2 separate regions of the Mus musculus genome follow, and region 1 is linked to region 2. Evidence: chromatin contacts called from public promoter capture Hi-C data. All regions are on one chromosome and are shown on one strand. Each heading gives the region's core, a stretch centred on a gene start, on an enhancer-like site or on the middle of the called end of the contact. The rest is flanking DNA. Distances are from core to core; before and after follow the strand shown. Region 1 holds the start of Camk2d (calcium/calmodulin-dependent protein kinase II, delta). Region 2 holds the start of Rwdd3 (RWD domain containing 3).

Region 1 (7,602 bases), core at 4,753-7,252, 5.4 Mb before region 2:
CAGAGAGGATGCTCAGATGTGTGCAGGAATCCCGCCAAATGTTTGGCAGTTCCCACCGTGGCCTTGGATTGATTGACAAATGGCACTTTCTCTTTTTCTCTGTTACAGCTAAAGAGCATTAGTCGAGGGCAGATAACACAGTTAAATGGTAGTGTCTTTGCCTAGCGTGTGTGAGGAGGCCCTAGGTTAAATTCCCAGCACAAAGGGGAGTAGTAGAAATGTCCTTGTCTTTAAAATGCACAGCCTTAAGGATTAGATTTATTAAGGCATGTTATGTCAAATACTATAAACAAAAATATTGCACAAAAATTGTCTATTCCACCAAAGTGTCTGTTGGAGCTCTGACAAATCATTGGGAGGAGGGGGGTTATTAATACTATATTGCAGTGAACTCTATCTTTGTCTTTGAATGTTTCTCACTACAAAAATGTTCCTACATGAGGGCAATCTCAAAAGCTGTTGCCTGGACATGGGATATGTTCTTCTAGCTGGGCTGCCTTGTTTGGCCTCAGTGGGAGAGGAAGCGCCTAGTCCACCGTCTGCACCCCCCCTCCCACTTGAAGTGCTGGGAGGGGGGATACCTAGGGAGGCGCCCATCTGCTTAGAGGAGAAGGGGAGGGAGAAGAGGGAAGGGGAAAGGGTGGTGGAAGGGGTGACAGGTGACCTGGAGGAGGCCAGTGAGCTGGGATGTAAAGTAAATAATTAAAAAATTAAATTAAATTTTTAAAAATACAAAAAATAAAATGTTCCTGCAAAAACCTTTAAACTAGATTACTGTAAAAGAAGTGTTATTAAAAGAAAATTTAGATTATATATTTTTAGTATTTATTCATTTTCATTTCATGTGTGAATATGATTTTTCTGCCTGCAAGTTTTACTGCATGCATGCGGTACTCATCAAGGTCAGAAGAGGGCCTCAGGGCTTCTGGAACGGGAGTTATAAACAGGTCTTAGCCATGTGGGTGCTGTGAACCACACTCTGGGCCCTCTACAAGAGCAGAAAGTGCTCTTCACAGCACCATCTTTCCAGCTCCCAAACTTTGTATTTTAAAATACAGTCTCTAAATAGACTTCATACATTTCAGAATGTGCTTGGTCTCAGCAAGAAACCAAGTGCGTAACTACGTTACAAATACTGTCAGAAGCACATTGCATCCTAGTCCCTCTATCTTGAAGGCCTTCAGTGTTCCCAGTGCTGTCTACTTGAATGTTCTATCAAAGGAGAAAGCACGGGATTTTCCTTCAGGTAATTTGTAACTCAATATGAGTACAATGGAAACAAATACGTTCACTACAAAATAAAACTAATCTATAACCATCTCTAATTGTGTGTCAATACAAAGCAGTGCTACTGAGCATTTGGTAGGGAATATTATATTCTTTACATACAATTGTAATAAGTAAATTTGTAATAAGTGAGACTGGCAAGACACCCCATGAGACTCATAAGTTTTACCATTTTATTGACGAAGAATCTGAGATATTAGGAAAGTACATGATTGGATCAATTTATACACCTAGTGTCTGAGCCACTGTTTGAATTGGGCCACATCAGAACTGTCACTAAAGCCACAATTTGCACATACTTTCATGTGAACTAAGACATTTTATGTAGAGTAATGGAATTTGATTATCACCACATTCCCATCATCTAATATGGAAACTGATATTCACTACGAGAACACTTAGTGGGAGGCACTTCTCTACACTACACACTAAGCCAAACAGATCAATCAAACCCCTACAAGGAAGGATTCTACCTCACCCCATGTTACAGATGAAAAGACTGAGGTTCAGATTAAAATGAGTAGATTGCCTAAGATCACCTAGCTAGCAGGTGCAGGAATCAGGACTGAAAGCGAGAGCATTATCACTCCAGCTCCAGGACAGATGGCATTTTTTCTGGGGAATATAGAGCAAAGAAAGAGGCTGGAGAGATAGCTCAACAAATGAGGGATAGATATCCTTGTTCTTGCAGGCTGGAGGAGTTCAGTTCCCACTACCCAGCCCTGAGGGCCCAGACACACACACACACCTAAAAATAATAAATAAAACATAAATAATCAAAAAATCGCACAGGAAGATAACAAGAGTGTCTTCTGAGACAGGAAGGTGATTTGTAGAGGCTGGGCATGAGCAGCTGAGTGACACTGGAGGAAGCGTTCAGAGAAGAAAGTGCTGGAGGCCGCTCAGGCTGGGGCACTCATCTCCCACGGAGGAGAAAAGGGTGAGCATTGACAGCAATACCACCAGGCTGATATGGGGCATATGAGACAAAATGGATAAAACGTGATGACTCTCACTAAGAAAAAGTGAAGTTCCCAATCCATTTGTTCTGAGAAGAAATCTAAAGCTATTAAAGGACTTGGAAGAGGCGTGGTAATACCTCCCCCCCAAAAAAAAAATGATAGCCCACCATTGCCAAAGGACATATCACACTGGAAGAAATAACATAATCACTAGAAGAAAGAAAAAAAACCCGACTCAATGTTTTCAGTCTTCTTCTTTCCCTTAAACTGGCACTTATACTTCTGCATCCCTCGTGATTCTAAAAAAATAAAAACTTCCAATAGAGTGGAGGCTCGAAAGGGAGAGGTAATTAGCATGGCATGTCCCTCATTAGTTTTCACACCAGGACACCATGGTGTTCCTGGTCAGTTTGCATTCTTTCTCAGAACAAGAGCAAATCAGATGACGGGAAGTATCGTGGAATTCCATCCGAGTGAATACATAGACTGAAACCTAAAGTATATCGTAAAAGGAGAATCCGAAAATCCATTTGTCAGAGCCGAGGACAAAGGCAACGAACGATACCCAGACGTCTTTAAGTGGCATGTCTTAAAAGATGTATTCAGTGAGGAAAACTAAGTCTAATGGAATTTCCTCTCATTACTTAAAATAAACCAGGTCACTGAGATGGGGCTGCATTATGGGATTCTGTTCTTTTTGATTCCAGCTTCATTTCATCACACCATGAATTCCCTTGGAAATCCGTAGGCACCTTAGTCACTGTAACTCCGGCATTTCAGTATATGGACTTTTGTTTGATTCTAATCACCATCATCACCATCACCATCATCACCATCATCACCATCATCATCATGTGGGCACACTGCTCCCAGTTGTTTTTGTTTTTTGTTTATTTTTTTTTAAACTTATGTCAAGAGCTCTCAGGATGAAGTATCTTTGTGGCTATAAGCTAAAGGTGTAAAATATATTGCATGATCTGATGGAAAGTTTCATGCAGAAAACCCAGAAAAGGCCTAGCCTACACATATCAAAGCCAAGCTAACTTCCTAGATTACAGTAAAAATCTCTTCCTACTTCCCCAAACCACTGAAGTTAAATATACCTCGCTGTATTAAGTTCAGCTGTAACTACAACTGTAACATACATTCAACTGAACCATGACCCATTTTTTTTTTTTGTCTCAGAAGTGAAAGGGGAATTATGACAGTTATGAGACTTGCATTTTTTCCATTTCAAGATCCTTCTGAACAGATTTCAGCAAGGCCCCTCATGACATTTATTTGCTTTGCAACATATTTATCTATACCATTGCTTAGGAGACAGCATTTTAATAACTCGCTGATAACAATTATATTTTTCACCTACTTTTCAAAGGAAACAAAGCAAGAGGCTTTTGGCAAGGAAAAATGGTAATATGTAATATGATACCTAAGTCCAAAATTCAATTATAACTACATGCTATAACTACTTAGAAGACACCAACCATTCACACAACAAATACAACATTAACATATATAAATAAATGTGGTTTAAAATACCCACCCCTAGCAGAAAGCTTTTTGGTGTTGATAATTTTGGCAGCATACTCTTGTCCAGTAGGGATTTTCATACATCTTCTCACCACTGAGAACGCCCCCCTGGAAACCAATAATTAGCAAGTCGTCAGTATAATCAGATCTAGTATCCACTTGCAAACTCACAAATCTGAGCGGTTTCATGAACCTTTAGTGGTCTGTCAAATAGCAACATAATAAAAGCATTATCTAGAAAATAAACAATTCTTTCCTGCCAGCCCAGATCTTTTTTAATGTTGTGGAATGAAAGTCGTTTTTAATTGACTGGAAACACGCAGATTATTAATCAACAAAATAGAAGGTAATGCCAATTATGACCACTCTTTTTTGCACATGAAATTTGAAAACAATTTGTAATTCACACTCACAAAACACCAAATGCTCATAGCAAACCCTGCAAAGGACCGAGCTGGGGAACAGAAGAAAAAAAAAAAAAAACTGTTTATTTCGGTAGGAAACATAATTAACGTGGTTCCAACTAAGTAAATATGGCGATTGTTTTCATTAAAACATAAATCTCGAGCTCACTGGTGTGCTTTAACAGGTTCTGGGGTAAGGTGATTTCTCTCTGCCTGGTTTGGGCTTGGGGGGAGGGGAGAGATTTAAATTAAGCTGCTCTTCCGACATACTCCATGTTTCAACAGCAGATCATCTATAAAGATATCATTTTCATTTGATTTAAAAGTGCTCACACTTCCTTTTATGCAACTGTAAGGAAACCTACAGCACACACACACACACACACACAAATGCATCCCTTCCCTGATAGTGGAAATTAGCGATAGGTTTGGGGTTTGATGCTCGGTAAACCAACACTCCCTCCTGACTGAGTCTCTAGTTGCCCCTGTGCAGATCTTCAGTAGGTACCCTGTCCCTCCTTAACATCTCAAGGAAGTCCTGCCACTTCAGTGGAGGAGGTCGTTTTACACAAGCTAGGCTACCCTGGGGAAACGCTCTCTCGGGCTCTAGGGCTTTCCTCTGCCTGGATAAATAAATCCTCTCAGAGACGATGTACACCTAAATCCTAGAATGATGGTGAGCGACTCATCTTAGTGCAAAGAAGGATAGCGGATACATGGCAGGGACGTGGGTTCTGTTGGGTGGCCCTTTTCCTGAACGGAACAACTACTTGGATGCCGAACCAGACTCTCCACCAAGCCAAGTTGAACTTTCGGCATCGATAAATATGGCACCATCTCAGAGAGCGAGTGTTCTCTCGTTAGCTCATCCGAACCTGGGTCAGATCGCAGATACAGCGCGGGCTGAGCAAGAGACATCTATTTACCAAAAATGTGATAAATGTTGCATTTTACATGCATCTCCTTTCCTCTCCGAACACACATACACACACATTCGCACTCGCGTGCGCGCACACTTCTCAGGATGACAGCTACAACTGCAGAGATCATAAATTCACTAAGTCCCCCGTGGAGAGGTGGAGGACCCGAGAAGATGGGCTGGGAATTCGGAGCACCCGCCACAGTAGGGCAAAGGTTTCCTTCCCTGTGTGCCCCACCCGCACCAAGCCAGGGTCCGTCTCCCCGCCTCGGCCCGCAGGCTCTCTATCCCCACGAGGGAGACGAGGGGTCGTGGGGAGGAGGAGATGCCAGGCAGGGACGCTTACTTTCCGAGCTCCTCAAAGAGCTGATACTCGTCGGTGAACCGGGTGCAGGTGGTGGTCGAAGCCATGGCGGGGTCTGGACAGTGCGACGGGCGACACGCGAACAGACCTGGCTTCCCGGGACTGGCGCCGCCGCGCTGTCACCCGGGGCCGCCCTCACTTTCCGTGTCCGAAAGTAGCTCGCCGGCGAGGGAGTGCGCGCAGGGGCGGGGCGCGCGGGGCGAGGTGGCCAGACCAGCCCGCTCCGCGATCCCTTGTCCTCTCCTCCTCCCGCCGCGGTGGCCGGGCCGAGGGCTCCCGAAGGGGCGGGGGAGAGGTGTCAGGAGGGGTTGCCGCGGTCACCGAGGCCGCACGGAGAGCTCAACGCAGCGCCCGGAGTGGCGGGCGGCAGCGGCCGAGTGAACACCCAGCCGGTCGTTCCAGCGGGCAGAGGAGGCGCTGGTGGCCCGCGCTCCCTCCTCTCCACGGGGCCGCAAGGCTGGGAACCCGCGGGGCGACAGAGTGCGCTCGCTCGGCTCGGGCGAAGCTGGCAGCCGCGGCTCCTCCCCGGCGCCTCCTCCCTCCTCTCCCCGCCCAGCGAAGCCCCCTCCTCGGCGGCCCCACACCTCCCTCTAGCGACTCCAGCCGCGTCCCTTCGGGCTGCTCTCCCGCAGCCGTCTAGGGAGACCGAAGGGAGATGCGCGGAGCAGCAGGGAGCGCGCTTAAGGGGACGGGACTGAGATGTCGCAGTGACCCACGAAGGGCGGAAAGATGAGAGACCACTCGAAGCTCCCACAACCCGGATGCCTCTACCCGGGCGGGATGGCCGCGAGGCCGGGGAAGCCGAGAGAGGGAAGCAACCCTTGCATCTGGGCGCGGTTCGCGTTTACTGCTCCCAGACCCGGGTCCAACGTCCCCCGGCTCGCAGCTACTGCCTGGGGCTGCCAGCCTTGGCCACCTCTGCTGCGCCCGGCTGTCCCTTAGCTAGGGGCAAAGATGGTCAGGGCACCACGTTTCGCTTCAGTTTTTACTGTCACGTCTTCGCCCTTCTCTCCCCTTTTCCCGACTAGGGCGATCCCCATAAGCATTTGCTTGATCATAAACTCTAACATAATGAAACCCAAAAGTGCACCACTCTGCCACACCTTCCTTCCTCTCCAGAGTAACTCCCCTGTAACCTCAGCAAGTTCTGATAGTAAGAAGGCTTCTCGCGAGATGTCCCACGCCAGTGGCGAGGGGGTGGGGCGGTAGGAAGGTTGGCTGTGGGTCACGCGACCCAGAGGGGGCTGACGTCATTAGCGTCACGTGAGCGTGCCTAGCCTGTTTCGCGTTGCCGAGGGAGAAGGGAGAGGGAGGGTGGGAGTTCTTTACCTGCATTCTCAAAGAGCAGGCCAAGTAGGGGCACAGGAGTGTACTCCCTCAGTGGCTATCTGGAAAACCATTTAAGAGTTCAAGAACGTGTGTACAGTTAAGCATATCTGACACTGTTGCTTAAAAATTAGCATGGAGAAAAAAAATTAGCATGTAAGATGGGTTAAGGTGTAAGTGGTGGCTAAGATCATTTCTGAGCCTTCTTTTCACTTCTGAGTCTTTAATAAACGAGGCAATTGCAGATTTAGAGGCCTACGGAAAATAGAGACGCATCATGAACTTTTAAAAAATTTTCTTCAGACTGTTGCTTTTTGTTCTACAGCAGGAAACCATAAAATCCTGCATTTCTATTGCTTATGTGCTCGTGCTTAGAATCACATCGTGCACTTAAAATTTCACAGTGGGAAGATGATAGATAACTTTCAGTTAGGGAGCCTGTACATGCTTTTAGGGCGGCTATAAGTTACTACTTTGCAGGTTCTTTTATTCCCTGTTCTAAAGAATGCTGAGTGGCCTTTGAACTGAAGTACTCAGACGGCCATATAATTTTTAAATGCTTTTTTTTGTTATAGATTTTGCAAATATTACTCATACTTCTAATAGCCCTCTCCCACTCAACACAAGAAAATACTTTTTGAATTTAGTCATCATTCAATGTCTGCATTGTTTTGCCCATGAAAATGTCATTTACTGGCCTGTTTTACTATAATTTTCCCTTCAATTTTACTTACATCATTTGATATTCTGCCCACGCACTAGATTCCTAGTGCTGATTTTTGACGTTGCCAAGCACGTGGGATCAGCACA
Region 2 (6,743 bases), core at 1,984-4,483:
CCAGAATTAATCATTGGGTATTATTTTAATTAGACAGACCTTAAAACTCTAATGATAAGGATGAGTTGTTTGGATAACATTGATAAGCATTGAACTGTCAGTGGACATTGCCCCGGGGACAGCTTCCCACACAGCAAGCTAGGACTGTTTTGATAGCATTTGTATTTAGGAGCCAAGCACAGGCAGATTGCAATGGATATGCTAGAGCAAAGACAGATAGATTATCTGGACGAGGTGCTGGCATATCTTGACCCAAAACAGAAATCCGGGCCAAATTCTCATGCAATTGAGTTGTTTCTATTTTGACATCATGGTGAAAGATAATTTTGCAACTTTGACTCTGTAACAGAACAGAAAGACTTATGATCAATTAATAGCACCCATTTGTACCCTTTTGGAAGCCTGTGACATTCCTGAACATTACAAAATTATTTTTCCTCCGGGCAAGTTTTGGGCAAAAGCATGGCACCATCCCCACTGTCCAACCATGTCAGGACCTTGAACTTCACTTTGGTTAACCACATGTGGCATTTCTTGTGCCTACAACATGGCGAGACAGTTTTCGACTACAGCAGATTGTATTTCCTTATCTAGATCGAAGGTCGGAGTGTGTTCTTGCTTCATCTCTGTCTCAAGAACTGTCACAGAGTCTGAGAACGTGTAGAGACCTGAGCAAGCACAGGAACGCTTTAGACACACACAGCATGGCTTTTCCCAGTTAGCTCTGTGTAGGAAACTGGCTTTTAGTGTCTTCTTCATTATTTTAAGGGCTGGAGCGCAACCTTGAGCAGCCCAGGCAGGTACTCCACCACTGAGACATTTTTGGGAGTAATTTTTAATGTTCTCAGATCATAATTTTTCTTATTAAGCCCACTCAGCTTTTTCTCAGGATAAGTAACGTTTCACCTTTCCCAATTGGCTTCAAGTTGGGTCCTGTTTGCTCGTGAAAGTGGGTTTTGACAGTCAGTAGAGCTGTTCTGGGAAAATTAAAAGAACTACCTGTCCACACTGACTTCCTGGGTTAGTGGTTTTAACTGGGGGTGAGAGGGTACGAGTCCCCTCCTATTCCAGTCTTGGGTACACTGCGCTTTAGGAGAAATGCATGGAGAGGTAGCACTGTTTTAGCAAATCACACACTGGTGTGCGTATTTGTGGGAGGTGGGGATAGAGGTGGATAATATACTCTCACTGTTCACATCCACTTCACATTTAAATATCTAGAATTTCAGTAGCCGCTGACTAGAAGAAATCTTATTACAAGAAAAATGATTATGGTGCCGTAGCTTCAGAGATCTGCCAGGTACCTGCTATTTCCGTTGTGTGAGAAATGCCAAGCAGACATCACGCTGCCTCTGTGATGATTACTTCTAAATGTCAGAGTGCAAGAAATGTATTCGAGGGATTTCAGTGTCTCCGGGTAGTGTCAATTTAGAAGACAATTCACATGAACTTTTTATTTAAGCATGCTAAATGAAGTATGAAAAGCAGGTTAAGGAATCAACGGAGAAAGGAAAGCAAAGAAGAAACCCACTGACCAGAAAATTTTAAGTATGATAATAGATGGCTGTACTTTTACATCAATTCCCATGGACCCCTTACTGACAGTAGGCTCCGGTGATCGCCTCCTAATCCTGCTGACAATGAAATCACGCTGTTCGTGTTATTTCGTTCATATCACACATTGAATTTGAAAAATTAAAACAGGATGAGGGCTATTCAATTATTGTGTGGACCATTTAACAAATATGACAAATAATCAAATTAATATTTTCCATTACTTTTAGCAGTAACATTGGACTTTAAACTGAAAATTGAATAACAGAGTGGTGCTGTAAATCAAAAAGTGTAATCTTTTCCCCAAATCTCTCTAACAGTTAATTATGAACCCACTGAACTTGCTTGAACTGCTATTTTGGAAATAACTCAAAGGAACTATTTTTTTTTTCTTTCTTCTAATACAAATTGGTTACATTATAGATAATCATGTGTTTAAATAAACCTTTATCTTTCTAATTATTTGCACAGCACGGTTCCTAATTGCCTGGGGTCACTGAAATCTCAGGGCATCCCTGGAAAAGCTTTTCTTGTCTATCTCATCAGATTTCCTTTCTCTTCTTGGAAGCCAATTTCTCTTCCTTTTTTCAAATTGCCCTTTTAGCAATAGAAATGATGATTGGGATAGTAACGTGGCCCAGTTAAAATTATTCTGACTTGTAGAAGTCAGTGAAAGGAGTCACTGAAGACCTACTTAAATTCTTTGATGAACTCACAGAATGTTATTTCTGATACAAACCAGTGGCATGAGACCTCCCCGAGTGAGCCAAAGGACTCTTGGGAGCTGCAGAATTAAAAATTTTTATTTTGGGGGCGGGGGGAGTCAAATGCACCTAGACAGAACTACTTACCACAAATTAATTTTGCTTACTAAAGTCGAGGTTGAAACAGATGCATCACTCATTCTGTTATCCTATTGTTACTGCGAGTGTTTTGAAATTTAGGTCAAGATTCAAAGATGGTGATTTCACCATTAAGCTTCAGGGATCAGAGAGGTAATAGACACATTATGTTATATGCATCGAATATCACCTGAACCGAACCAAACCGAACCAAATCAAATCAACTCAAATCAAATCACTGTAAAGCTAGTTTTTGGCTTTGGACCCCATCTCTAAGGAGTCTCATCTCAGTCTTCCCTCTTCTTCATCTTGGACTGGAAAGAGGCCCTGGAATCTAGACCTTGTGTGTAATCCCGAGGCTAGTGACCAACCAGGTCAGTATCCTGGAGGTCATTATCGTTCTCTTTTCTGAAATATCCTGACCACGAGGGTCACTGACCCTCATGAGGACATGGAATTTGTGTTTTGCTCACTGTGGGATCTCAGGACACAAAGTTCAAAAGCCTGACAAGGGCTCGTTCGCCTTGTTTGGCTTTTCTTGTTTGTTTAGGTTTTTTTTACTCTCTCCATTTCCTCCTAGCCTGGTGAAGCACGGTGGGTTCACAGCCTGGTTGTTCTTGTAGGGGACTTTGGGGCTTTACAGGTCTCTCTCTGATCCAGAAAACCACAGAGGCCAAAACTCAGAAGGTTCTGGGCGGACACATGCCACGCCCATAAACACGCCCATCTCCCCGCCCCCCGCCCGGCGCCATCCGCAGCCGACCTGGCTGTGAGGCCGGGGCGCCCCCCAGTGACCGTAGGGGAGCTTTGCTCCGGGAGGCGGCGGAAGTGGCTTTGGGTTCTGGTCGCACGGATATGGTGGAGGAGGTGCGGCAGGAGCTCTCGGCGCTGGCCGCGATCTTCTGCGGGCCCAACGAGTGGGAGATGTTGAGCTGTTCAGGTGAATACCCTGCCTCTCACCCTGCGGCCACTGCGGGGAGTCGGGGACCCGGTGTCTTGTGGCCCTGGACAGGAGTAGGAGGGGACTGGGGGGTGGGGTTGGCCTGCGCTTGCAGTGCCCTCCCCTGAGCTCGCCCTCTCCGCCCCCCTACCCCGTGCTCTCCCGCAACTAGACGGTGCGCAGTGCCCTCCTCGTGAAACCCAGCTCCTCCAAATAGTCGGCATCCACCATAAGCATTTGTGTATCACGTCCCTGACAACAGGACGCTGTAGTTGGTTGTCAGCCACGTGGAAGGCAGTCAGGAAATGCTTGTTAAGGTTTGAACTCTCCAGAGTTAATTGCCTTTGACTTTATTATTAATTTTTTTTGTTGTTTTACTTAAAAATATTTTTATTTTTACGTTTTCCAGGCTGCTGAAAAATGGCAGCCGATTCCAGACTTCTGCTGGACGCAGCATGGAGACCTTCTCTTCTAACCCAGGCAGGGCACCGACCCTCTGAGAGTTTATAGTCTGTAAAGCTATTACTATTGTTGTTATTATTAATTGTTTTAAAAAGCTAAAATTTCATTCTTGTCTTGGCTTCCGTTAAGGAACCCAGACGCTCCACTCACACACTTTTAAATTTTTTTTTGGCGTATGTATGAGTGTTTTGCATGCCTGTATAGACCTGTATGCTGAGTGTGCCTGGGAGGCCTGAATAGGACGTTCAGGGGCTAGGAGTTACCGAGGGTTTGAGAGCCTTGCCTTAAAGGTGCTGAGAACTGAACCCAGGGAATAGTCAGTGCTCTTAACCACTGAGTGCCCCCAATTTCCCCCTTTTGGGAAAATGTGCTGATGCAAATTATTCTCACCCTCGCTGAGCTGTCAAATATGTCATGTACATTTTGAGGTCAGTGAGAGCCATCCCTCTACTGTTACAATGTAACTACGATTGTAATGGCTTTTCTGACCATAAATTGGCTTAGCTCTAGGAAGACAGTGTGAGATGTGCTAGACCTAAGGAAGCTATATCTATGATTAGGAGGGCTTTGGGTTTCCATAAGATAAGTCAGTGACCCCTTTCTCCTATGCCTTCTTGCATGCACACATCTACAGATCTTTGTGGTGATTTGACGTTTCAGGCCATGTGAACTTTCTAGAAAAATGGAGTTGCTCTCTTCTTAAGTGCCTAGACCTGTCTTGTATATTTTTGAAACTTCCTTAAGACCCCTATGAAAGGATTTATTGTAGGGATTTGCCACCCTCTTGTGATTGGGTAGCATCCTGATCGGTTAGCATCTCCTGTCTCCACAATTCTCTCTATTGGTAATTGCTTCTGCCGGAGGCAGCTATTTAAAGGGATCACTCGTGTCTCCGAGTTCTTGTATCGTGACTTACTTGCCAATATCTGGGAGAAACGAACCTGTGATGTCCTATGACATTTTAAAAAAATGGTGGTGGTTTGCATTATGACCAATCAGATACTGTTGATAGGTCAGAGAAACCCCCCAAAAAGAAGTGCTGAGAGAGAGGGGGAGGGGGTTGTCTTAATACTCTGAACACTGCGGCTCTTTATCTGCTCTTAAATTGAGCATGACTTCAAGTCATGCCTCCTAATTAATTTAATTCAGTGTTCTGGCATCAATAAGTAATTGAATTATAAAGGAATTCAGTGTAACAGCTTCGGACATTTTGTTTTCTAGAAGGTTCACTGAAGAGTAGAACAGTTCAGCGATTGAAGCAGGAATGATTGACACACTCGGGAGCTGTGAGTGAGGCAAACACCAAGTGTAGCAGGCTTCGTGGCTTCTACCCTCGCTGCCAGCGGCAGTTCGGGTTTCAGGGTGTCACTCTGTACCCATCATTTCTTCCCTGGCCTCCACCAGATAAGTCTCTCCTGTCTTAAGTGAGATTAGAAGAATATTGCAGAGGGCCTACATTTCTCTGTAAGACAGGAAGACCTGGGTTGACCCCAACGGCCAGCTCTTGAGGCCCTGAGCCGAAAAGTCTTGAATAGATGGGTTCAGTTTAGTGGGGAGTAATTTCTTTTAAGAGTTTTGAGGGAGTTTGCATCCTGGCCACTCATGTTAGAGTAAGTTCAAAGGAAGAGGCGCTGTGTGTAACAGTCTCTTAGGGCTGGAAATAATGTAAACACCATATTCCCAGCTTGGGAAAGCAGTGGAGTAGCCAAATCAGGGATATTCTGTTCTTCTCCATCCCACGAGTCAGTCCAGGTGCCAGGGTTGGTGTGGTCACCTTGATCTTCACGTGGGTTTTAAGGAGAGGCTTGCTTAGCTTAGTTTGCATTGAGGATCACTGATGGTCACATAGATTACATCACCACCAAGCTCCACAGGGTTGGGTTTGGCACTGGGTCCCACTCCTCTGTAGGAAAGGGGCTGGTGCAGGAAACGTTCTTACAGTAAGACAATCCATGATGCTGAGAAAAAAAAAAAACAAAACAGTGGCAATAGTGTGGGTGGGATCCGGCTTATATTCAGAACAATCGAGTTGGTGGTGGGAGGTCCGCATTCCCCTTCAAGCATACACGTGTGTGGTCCCTTCTGAAGGTGTTATCATCCATTTTCCGGGTAGAGACACGGAGAGTATATGGCTGTGCCCAGTGCCTGTTATAAATGGAGTCGCAGTTTAGAAGCTATCTCACAGGATTAAAAGTTGAAAAAGAGAGGACTCGCATAACAGCTTAACTGCATCACACAATAGGCTGGCGATAGCTTCCCAGTGGGTTTTGTGTTTTATTAACACTGTTGTTCAGATTGGACTCTGTCCCCCTGCAAAACTGTTACAGTGACATATTGACGTTGTTTGCCGATGGTCTTGGCTGAACTCATCTCTCTAAAGTCCACATAGTCTTAGACTTTATTTTGAAAGAGTGCCACCTTTACCTTCCAGTCTTTCTAGTTGTTTTGTTTCCTTCTCTAAGAACGATGAAAGCATGTGAAAATCCAGAGACACCGTGTGTAACAATCTCTTAGGGTTACAGACAATGTAAACACCGTATTTCTTGCATAAAGCAAGTGTGTATGAGAGGAGAGTGTGTGTGTGTGTGTGTGTGGGGCTTCTGAGTGCTTTTCTGTGCAAAGGTTTTGAGGATATGTGAAAACTGGGCAAAATAAAGCAAGTAGAGAGACTGTGAGTTAGGTATGTTATGCAAATGGTTTCTTGGTGCACACTCAACAAATCCTAACGACCTCTTTCTCATAGATTTTGTTCACTTAACCACCATCATTGTGATGGGAGTGTGTATCTACCGTGTGCTGTAGGGATGAGGTAGGGAGAAAACTTTAAAACAGACCAGAGTGGAATCCGGGGTCTAATTCAGTTTCTTTGTTTGAATTTCTGTCGTCTGCCGTGTTGGAATATGGTTTCTTTCAGGAAAGGTTAAGGTTTGATTGTTTTAAGACAG

Evidence for each region. Promoter capture Hi-C pulls out the DNA fragments that hold promoters and counts their contacts.
Region 1: a promoter capture Hi-C map of pre-B cells shows a contact between it and region 2, with 4 times the contacts expected there. The contact joins the promoter of Camk2d here to the promoter of Rwdd3 in region 2. A contact is called at or near these places in 1 of 39 promoter capture datasets (pre-B cells) and 1 of 484 Hi-C or Micro-C datasets (B cells).

What each region holds. Positions count from the first base shown.
Region 1 is chr3:126,595,351-126,602,952 of GRCm38.p6, reverse strand. Camk2d (calcium/calmodulin-dependent protein kinase II, delta) reads right to left here and starts at 6,002. Exons shown (of 21, transcript NM_001346635.1): 1 at 5,449-6,002; 2 at 3,793-3,887. The coding sequence starts at 5,513.
Region 2 is chr3:121,168,185-121,174,927 of GRCm38.p6, reverse strand. It overlaps Rwdd3 (RWD domain containing 3), which reads left to right and starts at 3,233. Exons shown (of 5, transcript NM_028456.3): 1 at 3,233-3,336. The coding sequence starts at 3,252.